Linked DNA regions of Sorghum bicolor: region 2 is linked to region 1. A link is a contact called in public HiCAR-type data. All regions are on one chromosome and are shown on one strand. The core of a region is the stretch at or near the end of the contact, and the rest is flanking DNA. Distances in the headings are between cores, read along the strand shown. Region 1 holds the start of LOC8081137. Region 2 holds the start of LOC8086430 (CST complex subunit TEN1).

Region 1 (5,219 bases), core at 1,807-4,306:
TCAACGAGAGCCGTTGGACAACCTACTGTACTAGCTAGCACTGTAGTACTTGGTACCAGGCGTGTGGGGGTCAAGCTCCTGTCCTAATCCTAGGTTTGCATATGCTGTGCCCTCGGAGCTCAACTACCTTGGCTCTCTGCAATTGGTAGCAGCTCACTGGATATGGATTGGATCCCATGCATCCAGCTACGCCTGCTACTTGGCCCTGTTTAGATCCCTTCAATATTTCAAAAATTTACAAGATTTTTTATCATATCAAATCTTTGAACACATGCATAAAAAATTAAATACAAATAAAAATAACTAATTGTATAGTTTACCTGTAATTTACGAGACGAATCTTTTGAGTCTAGTTATTCTATAGTTGGATAATAATTATTAAATACAAACGAAAATGTTATAGTATTAAAATCTAAAAACTTTTTGGGGCTTATTTCAAGCAACGCATCCTTTCTGCACTTGCTGCACCAGAATTGAACAACTGAAGCAGGCGTCATGACGATGAGGCCAGCCCGTAAATGCTACAGTGCTGGTACGTACTCCGTATGATTTCCGAATAAACGCGTGTACGTGCTCACATACATGGTCAGAAATGGTCGAAGGCTGCTGTACTGTAGAGTACAGTAAGGTCAATAAGGCCTTGTTTAATTGTTGTTGTAGCACTTTTATTTGTATTTGATAATTTGTTTAATCATAAACTAACTAGACTGAAAAGATTATCGTAAATTATAAGTAAACAGTGTAATTAATTATTATTTTTATTTATATTTAATGCTCTGTGTATATGTCCAAAGATTCGATGTGACGAGGAATCTTGAAAAATTTTAGAAACTAAACAAGGCCTAAGGGCATGTTTAGAAGAGATCTAGCTCTGGAAAAACAGATGATTCAGATCACTACATTCACTTAAATCCACCGTAAGGTTCATCGTGGAGTTGAGTTTCCTCTAACTTTTTCAGGAGAGGTGAACTATGGATCTGAACCCATATGTAAAATTAAAATACTACCCAAGAGCCAAATTGAAGAGAAGCATAACCATTACCCCGTCTCCGAGAGGTAGCTGGGTGCGACCAGGCATGTGGGGCGGGGCAGTGCCGTTCTTTGGCTCGGCAGCCAGCAGGTCCCGCCTGTCACCCCGCTTCCACCTCTCTGTAGCTTTGGAGGCGACCATTAAATTTATTTACCGAATCTATTCATTATGTAGTAATATTTTTTTTATAATAAATCAGCGAATAATATTTTTAGTCATGATTTTCAGTCAAACGAACCAAGTGGATTGGTCTAAAAAAGGAGCAAGTATGGTACAAGAAATGAATCGGTACCCGTGTGTAACTAGTGGCCTAGTGGGTTATTTTTACCAACTTCATCCTTGAATCTTGTAGTTTCGAGAGCACACCTTTGAGATGTTCCCTAAAATCTAGTTTTAGTTGAAGAAAGTGTTTGGGTTAGAAAAGTGAAAGTTAAGCTGTTTTTTTATCTTTTTTTTTTTAAAAAAAAAAACAGCTCTCCCGAGCAGACCCAAAATCTCTTCCTCCTTTTTTTTTTGAGAGGAACCCAAAATCTCTTCCTGGACCAGGACCAAACGGCAGGTCGGGCTTCTGTCGTCTTGTTGGGCCTGGCCCGTTTCGTATTTCGTGGCCCATCAAGACAAAACCAAAAAAAAAAGGCCCGGCGGCTTGGGTTCTGAGCTAGAGGCCTGCTCGATTTTTCCATTCGATTTGATTCGCGCCTTCAAGGCGAGCCCATGCTTTTACGAAAGCTGGTAAGACGAGTATAGTTTTTTGCTCGTTGAAACTGAAACTACTCCGGCATCTAAAACTAGTGCGTAGCAAAAGATAATATAACAATAAATAAATTAATAATTGACTATTGAAGCCGGGAAGTGGTAGGATAATTTTTTTTTACAACATGCAAAACAGAAAAGATACAAGCAATGCGTTTATTTCTCATCAATCAAAAGATATATACTGCTGTACTCGCATTCCCAGTATCCAATTCAAACTGGAATTCGATTCGATTCGATTCCAGCACTACTATCCAAATTCAGTGGTGGGCTCAGCGAATCCACCAATCCCCTCTACGCGCCTGCGTGGTGCGTCGGTAATTTGCTAGGCAGAATTGTGCAGGAATTCTGCTTAGGTCAATCTCAATAGAGAATTTTATACACTCTCCTAGTTTTATGGAGATTAGACCCATGCTTTTACAAAAGCGGTGAAAAATAGATGTTTCGATACTCATGAGAAAGTCATAGGAATAGGAATATTGGGAAGTGCATAATCTCCTTTTCGCTCATTCATTTAGTTAATGGTTTGGCAGAGCTCACAAGTTTTTCCTTTTCCGAGCTGATTGCTTTGGCGCACGTGTTCCCAAGTCTATAGTGTGTAATGGTATCATGAGTTGTTGTGCCTCCATCCTACGCAAAGCAAGAGAAAAAAAAAATGAAAAATTATAAAATCATAAAACATTTTAAAATTTTTCATCACATCAAATCTTACTATACATATATGAAACACTAAATATAAATAAAAAATATAACTAATTATTTTATAAGATAAATCTTTTGAATGTAGATAGTCCATGATATTATTTATAAAATATAAAAAAAAATATTATAATGTTTATTTTGCAAAAAAAAAATTCACAACTAAACAAAAGAAAGCTTTTCTCGTAGTACAAAAGTGGACAACATGGGCCCAAACGTATCCGGAGTCTCTGACAGGTCGGTCCCAGCTTCCACTCGCCCCCAGCCGCTCCAGCTCCAGCGTCCACCCTCCACTCCTCCAGGCAGGTAACAACAAGCCCAGGGCTAGTACTACGAGACAGGCGTATCCCACGTGTCGGCGAGCGTCCCCATCCGTCGCCACGTACCCATCCCATCCGACGGCTCTCCTTCGTCCATAGCCACAACGATCCACTCTCAGCCGTCGAAACCCCGCCTCGCCTCGCGACTCACCCGGTCCGTCCACCCGGAACCCCACTGCGAGCCGGACCCCACAGCGCCCTGTCCCCACATGTCATCATCACCTCGCCGAGATCCCCCTCCCCCACCGCGCGCTGCTGCCATCTCCCGTCTCGCCGAGCCGCCCCCGCCCGGCGTCAGTGGCAGGAGGGGTGACGAGACCAGAAGAAAGCGAGGCGAGAGGCGACCGTCAGCCTGCCCGGGGCACTGCCTCCTCCCCTCATCGCCTTCCTGCCGTCGTGTGCGCCTCTGCGCCTCTCCCTCCCTTTCCGGCTTTCCCCGATCGTGAGTCGTGACCGCCGCCTCCGATCCCCACGACGCGGTTCTTCTTGTTCTTCTTCTGACGCCGAGCGCCACCGGTCCCAGCCGTCCCGTCCCGTCCCGACCCCGAGACCCGCGCGCTGCTCGCCGCCTTCCCCTAGACCCCGTGCGACGGGCTGACACTGATACCGCCATGGCCGCGTCCTCGCCGATGGTGCTGTCGCTGCTCCTCTTCGCGTCGCTCACGGCGCTGCTGGTCCTCGCGCCGCGCCTGTCCCCGCCGCCGCAGCAGCCGGCCGCGGACGAGCAGGCGCCGCCGACCGCGGGGAGCGCCGGCGGCGGATTCCTCCGGGTCGTCGGCGTCGGCGCCGGCGGCGAGGAGGCCGACGACCTCCGCCTGTTCCGCCGCGCCGCGCTGGAGTCGTCGGCGGCGTCAGGCGCCAAGGCCGCCGCCCCGCCCAAGGTGGCGTTCCTGTTCCTGACCAACTCCGACCTCACCTTCGCCCCGCTCTGGGAGCGTTTCTTCGCGGGGCACGAGTCCCGCCTCAGCGTGTACGTCCACGCCGACCCGGCCGCGCGCCTGCTCCTCCCGCCCACCCCATCCTTCCGTGGCCGCTTCATCGCCGCCAAGCCGACGCGCCGCGCCGACGCGAGCCTCATCGCCGCGGCGCGCCGCCTTCTCGCGGCCGCGCTGCTGGACGACCCCGCCAACGCCTACTTCGCGCTGCTGTCGCAGCACTGCGTCCCGCTCCACTCCTTCCCGCGCCTCTACGCCGCGCTCTTCCCTCCGGCCCCCGGCCCCCGCCGGCGGCCACGCAGCTACATCGAGGTGCTGACGGGGGAGCCACAGATGCCCTCCCGCTACGAGGCGCGGGGCGGCGAGGACGCGATGCTCCCGGAGGTCCCCTACGAGCGGTTCCGGATCGGCTCCCAATTCTTCACGCTGGCGCGGCGCCACGCCGTGCTGGTGGTCCGTGAGCGCCGGCTGTGGCGCAAGTTCAGGGTGCCCTGCGTCCCGGACATGGCGCAGGACTCGTGCTACCCGGAGGAGCACTACTTCCCGACGCTGCTGGACATGGCGGACCCCGGCGGCGTGGCGCGGTACACGCTCACCCGCGTCAACTGGACGGGGAGCGTCGCGGGACACCCGCACACGTACGCCGCGCCGGAGGTCACGCCAGGGCTCGTCGCTGAGCTCCGCGCGTCCAACCATACCCACCCGCACATGTTCGCGCGCAAGTTCGCGCCGGACTGTCTTGCTCCGCTCCTCGCCATCGCCGACACCGTCCTCTTCAAGGACTGACGGACGGACGGACGGGCGGCTGGTCTGCACCAGCACCATCGAGGTATGAATACATATAGCTACCCTGTCTGAAACTCTGAACTCTGAAGGCGAGCTTCAGGGCTTCCTCAAAATTAGCACTTATTACTGCCAGCTCTCGAGATCAGGATTATGAAACATTTTGCATTCCTGCAAATATGCAACGCCGATTTTGCAATCGTTGAAGCCGGGAGTGAATTGAAGCTTGACCCAACAGTTTTATTTTCACTGAAAAGAATTGAGATTCCACCCAACAAATTAGTATTTAGTATGGTCCCAGCCTACAGTAGTCTTTATGGATTATTCTTTCTATGTTGCTTTGTCTTGTCTTCCATTCCATCCCTGCTCAGCTGCTCTTATCCAGCAACAAAACAGAGTTAGTATTAGCAACAATAAAGTCGAGTCTGCTTAATGACATCACGCAGTGACGAGTTGTAGTCAGAGATTTGAGTTGTCAACGATATCCTAATCCCCCCAACTAAGAAGAGATCTCAACTATAATGGAAGCCTGTAATAACCGGCACTGACCATTGCCACGGACTGTCACTGTCTTCTCCTCTGACCCTGAGACTGGCCACCACCACACCACTGCACCTGCTTGATCTTTCCGTGCGGATTAGGTTTCGTCTCGACTCGAGTGGTTGGGGGTTTAGTTCCGTTCCGTTCTCCGTGCTTGGA
Region 2 (5,219 bases), core at 1,992-4,491, 81 kb after region 1:
ATACTATATAATAATACTCACCTAGTCATCTTCCTGTTGGTTAATATAATTAACACCGTGGTGCATGCTGCAGTGGGCTCATCTTCCTCGGCTCCATTTCGGCCTCAGCGTCGCCGACGGTGGCGGCGGCAGCAACTAGATGATCGATCGTGTACGTGATCGAGACGGCGACGATCGTGCGTGCATCTGGATTCGATCATGCACACACAGATAGATCGATCGAGCTCTTTGCCTTACATATATGCTGTGCTACGTGCCTGTGTTTAATTTGCATTGTAAGCTTGTTAAGTTTTGCATTTGATAACCTGTGTTTTCAGACTTGTGCGTACTTTGCATGTATCCTGTGTTCAGTGTAGCATGCTAGCTTCACAAGGGGATTATATGATATGCATGGTGTATAATATTTCTAAATAAATGAATATATTTGTTCAGGAAGGACTGTTAATATATTATTAATCAATGATCGAATATGTGTGTGATTATCTGAACTATATAGTATGTTACTGTGTATTCGTGAAAAGTATATACATGTTACTTGTAGTGATGAAAAGTGCAGGATGAAACGTCCAAATTAGTACGTCAATGTTGCTTCGTCAAACAGGTTGCCACTCTGGATCGGATATCAATGAAAACGGATAGTGATAAGTTATCAGTGCCTTTGTAACGGGAAATAGCATGCCATTGCCATTGATGGTAAGCTCATTATCACTTCCATATCTCACAACAGCTGGCAGACAATGGATCAAAACTTATTCCAATATACTTCCTCTTTTTTTTTAAGTGTCACATTTCCTTTTCTTTTTTTTAAGTGTCACATTTGGTTTGTCCTAAGTCAAACATCGTAATTTTTGACCAACCATTTTTTAAAAATCCTCATAGTTTCACAATATATGAATTATATGTTATGATCGTATTTCTCATAATAAATCTAAAAATATAAATCTTATTACCTGAAACTATATAACTTTTTTTAAAATCAATGGTGAAATATATACATGTTTGACTTAGGACAAACCAAATATGACAATTAAAAAAATAGAGAGAGTGCAAGGTTAAATTCGATGGGTTATTCAGATATTTTTTCCTCTCTCTCTTAGCCTCCATCTCCCACGCCGCTCCCTCTCTTCTTCCCTTCCTACTAACATCTCACTACCTTTCCCCTCTAGTGATGTGGCTCTCCTCTCTCTTCACTCTCCCCCTTGCCCTCCTCCCTCCCCTCGCTCCCCTAGATATGGCCATTCCCATCCTCATCGTGGCACGCTCTGGCATTCCGCCATTCCCTGGCGGCGCTCCTCCCTCTCCATGCTGACATTGCTTGCCCTTTCTTTTCTTCCTCAGCCAGACGAGCGGTAGATCTGCAGCGGCTGAAACCATGGCAGGATGTGCTCTTGAGATAGGGCTATGGGTGATGGTGCTGCACTATTTTATTTGAATTTTGTGTATCCCAATCTCTCTCTATATATTTTTAGTATTTTAAAAAAATGTATAGATGTTTTCCATGGTTTTAAAAACTTACCAAATATTTACTAGTTTTTGTAACTAAAAAAAGGGATAAACCATCTTTAAAACCACTCCACCCTAAAGTAAGAAGGTAATTTGAACGGTTTCGAGAGTTTGGGGGCTAAGATGTCTAGTTTTGAAGTTCGAGGAGAAAAATTAGACTATAACGATAGTTTAAGGAGATATAATGGGTTTTTCCCTCAAATTCCTGGTCGATTATTCAAGCTGGCCACACTTATGAAGTTTTTTCTAACGGGTTTACAAATATTTCATGAAAGTAAATGAATTCCCGGTAGCACATTCTCAAATCAAATGTACAATCGAACGGAGTGACGCTTCATAGGTGCAAACAAGTTGAGAAGCCCTGCTGCCCATCACGGCGTCCCATCGTGCTTACTACTTTCGCGTTTCGCGGGCCCAATTCAAAATGGAGCGTGATGGGCACAAGCTGGAGTCCAGCCACCAGCATCCTCAAGGGCCGACGACTCCCTCCCATTGAGTCCATCAGGCCCAATTCGCTGTCACTTGGCACTAGCCCAAATCCTTCAGGCCCAAACGCTCACGGTCCAATCCGCCGATCATCTTACCCCTCACATGGAGATTTTTTATTATTTATTTATTTTTATATTATTTTTTGCAAAAATATTTGTTCAAATGAAAAAAATCCAAAAATATATTACTGCTGCCGATAGTACCAGCGGGAAATACTTACCGGCAAGTTGAATTGGCAGATTTTTTTTTTTCCTATCAACTAAAGAAGTTGTCGGAGGTTTTTTTTACCAAAACCTTAATTCCTAACAATTAGAAAGGATATAGGGAGTCTCAATTGCTCTTAAGAGTATCTTCAAGAGCCTTTCTAAAATCTATTCTCTAAATCATGATTTGAAGAGCCATTTGAGTAAAAATCGTTTTCTATATATTTGCATTCTCCAACAACTTTTCTATATGTTGTGTGTAGCCTAGAGAGCCATTCTCCCTCTCTATTCTTGGCTAGCGACAAAATTCAAAATAGTGGATATGTATATTTAGATATCCAATCAAAGAGTCTATTGGAGGGTATTTTTTATCAAAATCTTTATGCCTGTAAATTAGGAAAGATATAAAGAGTCTCTTAGAGGTGCTCCTACGTAGCTATCTTCAAAAATTTTATAATATTTTTCATACAATAACATATAAAAATAAATTTATAAGAACTATATTTAACAATGAAATCTACAACCTTATATATATATATAGTTCAACATATTTTTGTTTGAGGCCATCTTGATACCAAAATAATCGGTATAATGTGTGAAGTCATCTAAACACTGTATTAACTTTGTAGGTATCATACTGTCCTCAAATTAAAATATCATAGACTACAAATCTATATAGATATTCTGTGCTTTACAACTTTCATACACAGTTTATCTTTATCTAAGTTCATCTATAAAGTTATAATTTTTGTAAAGATGAGCTAACACAGAAAATGAAATGCTACCAATTCATCCGCCCGTAAGTATTTCCCGCTAGTTCAATCGACGGGAGTAGTATAGTTTTGATATAGACAAATCTTTTTAAAAGCCAATTTAATAATAATAGAAAAGAAATCTCACGGACACGGTGGTCTAGCTCGCTAAATCATATGGTGCCTTTAGATTGACGGCCCAACATTTTCTAACCCTAAAGGCCCAAAAGCACCCACTTCGGCACTTCCCGTTCCGCTTCGTCATCACTTCGGCCCTCGCCTTCACATCACATCACATCCGTCCGTCCGGCCGGCCGCAGTCCACCCCCTCCACCTTCCGGCTCGGCCTCTCTGGTCCGGAGTTCCCATTCCCACACCGGCTACCGCCACCATCGCCCGTCGCCGTCACCGTCACTGTCGCATCGCCGGCCGCACCTAAGCCGTTAAAGTCGCTGCAGGTGCGGACACCACGTCACCCCTCACAAGGTTATCCTGTCATTGGCAATCCGTGTGTTCCCCCACTTTTTTTTTGTCCGATTCTGTTCTATGATGATGCTTCTGGGGCCATAATGCTGGTGCCACTAGGCACTCGGCACTAGATTCTTGGACTCTTGTTGCTAAATCTGGGATAAGATCGCACTGCTGCGCCTGGCTAGATCGTCGCTAAAGGGCACCCATCCTAGTTGCCATTAATAGGCTCTGCCATTACCTGCGGCGGAGAGCCAAGAAATGCGTTAGGGGCTTCCAAGGGAAGGAGTGCCGATGGCCGATGGCCAGCCGGCGCCGCCACGGCCGGTGGTGGTGGTGGCGATGAAAGGCCACCCGGGGTCCGGCAAGTCCACGGCGGCGCGCGCCATCGCGGCCGCGCTTGGTTGGCCGCTGCTGGACAAAGACGATGTCAGGGACTGCACGCTGCCCCTCGAGGGCTTGGCTGCTGCAGGGATCCTCAACGACCTCTCCTACGCCGTGCTGTGGCGGATGGCTGAGCGCCAGGTACGGCTCGGTCTGTCTGTCGTCATCGACTCCCCGCTGTCGCGCCGCGCTCACCTTGATGCTCTGACACGCCTGGCTGGTGCGCTTGTCGTCGTCGTGGAGTGCCGCCCTGGTGATAACGAGGAGTGGCGCCGGAGGCTGGAGAGCCGTGGGGCGGCTGTCCCAAATGGTGGTGGCAGTGATGGATGGCATAAGCCGAAGACGTGGGCCGAGCTGGAGAGGCTTCTGGAAGGGTACCAAGGCTGCACGGACTATGAGATTGGGGATGTGCCGAGGATTGTGGTGGATACAACTGATCCGGCGGTTGATGCGCAGGCGATAGCTGAGAAGGTTGTGGGTTTCATTAGGTCCCTTCTTTCTTGTAGCCAATCATCTTGTGAGAGACAGGATTCACCTGTCTGCTATTGGAAACCAAAATGTACATTAACTTAAGTATTAGGTAGAGTTTCATTGCAAAAGGTCAATCTGTTGTACTGTGATGCTCAAAGTTCTTGTTTTTGTTTATGGGTGTAGCCTAGAGGTTCTGTTATTGTTGGGACTTGAAAAGGATGTTGTTGTGTGATCTAGAGGTTTAGTAAAAAGATGTAAAAAGATGCGCCTTTGTGTGGGGTTGTTCCTATCCTCTGTCCAGTACGTCTGTCACATTCCAATGAAATGGAATGTGACTTTTCAGCATCCATTGGAATGTGACTTTTCAGCATCCATGTTTAGGAGGAAAAGGGGTTCAAGCAAGTGTGCTACCAAGATAATTATGCAATTCTGTTTTTTTTCCCTTCTGCAGCGATAGATGCTTTATGCCTCCATTTGGTTCATTTTTACATTATTTCTTTAGCAGATTCTGTATGGAAATACTGGGGTTTTTGCTTGTCCTTGATATCTATATTCCATTTGCTATACTGCCTTCTCCTTTTCATGATCTTTGTTTTGGAAATTGCGACATCAAATCCCAGTCAATCTAAAACTTTTTGTTTGCTTGCATGGTTTTGTAACTAGTCATATGTACTACTTAATAGTCATCGCTGTTCAGTGTCTGCTTTACAAACCAAATTGATGGCTAGATGCTTGCCTATTTGTTCTGCCTGATTTCATCGCAGCTCAGTTGTTATGATTACTGGGTTTCCTATTTTCCAGCTTTTGTTTTCTGTTTCATGTTTGTAGTGTTGTTTTGTTTCATGGTCTGATGAGTTTTGGTCATTTACTTTTAATAAAGATCTCTGTTGGTGTGAAGATCTATAGAACAGGCATTTGTAGAAGTGTAGGCTTGAGATGTGCTGTTTAC

The links. HiCAR-type assays count read pairs that join an accessible place to other places.
Region 2: a contact with region 1 is called in a HiCAR-type map of leaf, with 4 times the contacts expected there. The contact joins the promoter of LOC8086430 here to the promoter of LOC8081137 in region 1. A contact is called at or near these places in 1 of 4 Hi-C or Micro-C datasets (leaf mesophyll) and 1 of 1 datasets of contacts at active chromatin or transcription factors (leaf).

The regions. Positions count from the first base shown.
Region 1 is chr2:3,766,567-3,771,785 of Sorghum_bicolor_NCBIv3, forward strand. LOC8081137 reads left to right here and starts at 3,057. Exons shown (of 2, transcript XM_002459317.2): 1 at 3,057-4,566. The coding sequence starts at 3,414. The coding sequence ends at 4,523.
Region 2 is chr2:3,847,500-3,852,718 of Sorghum_bicolor_NCBIv3, forward strand. It overlaps LOC8086430 (CST complex subunit TEN1), which reads left to right and starts at 3,242. Exons shown (of 4, transcript XM_021454939.1): 1 at 3,242-3,433. It overlaps LOC8086429, which reads left to right and starts at 3,604. Exons shown (of 1, transcript XM_002459323.2): 1 at 3,604-4,559. The coding sequence starts at 3,710. The coding sequence ends at 4,372. LOC8086428 (protein YABBY 1) reads left to right here. Exons shown (of 6, transcript XM_002459322.2): 6 at 74-455. The coding sequence ends at 139.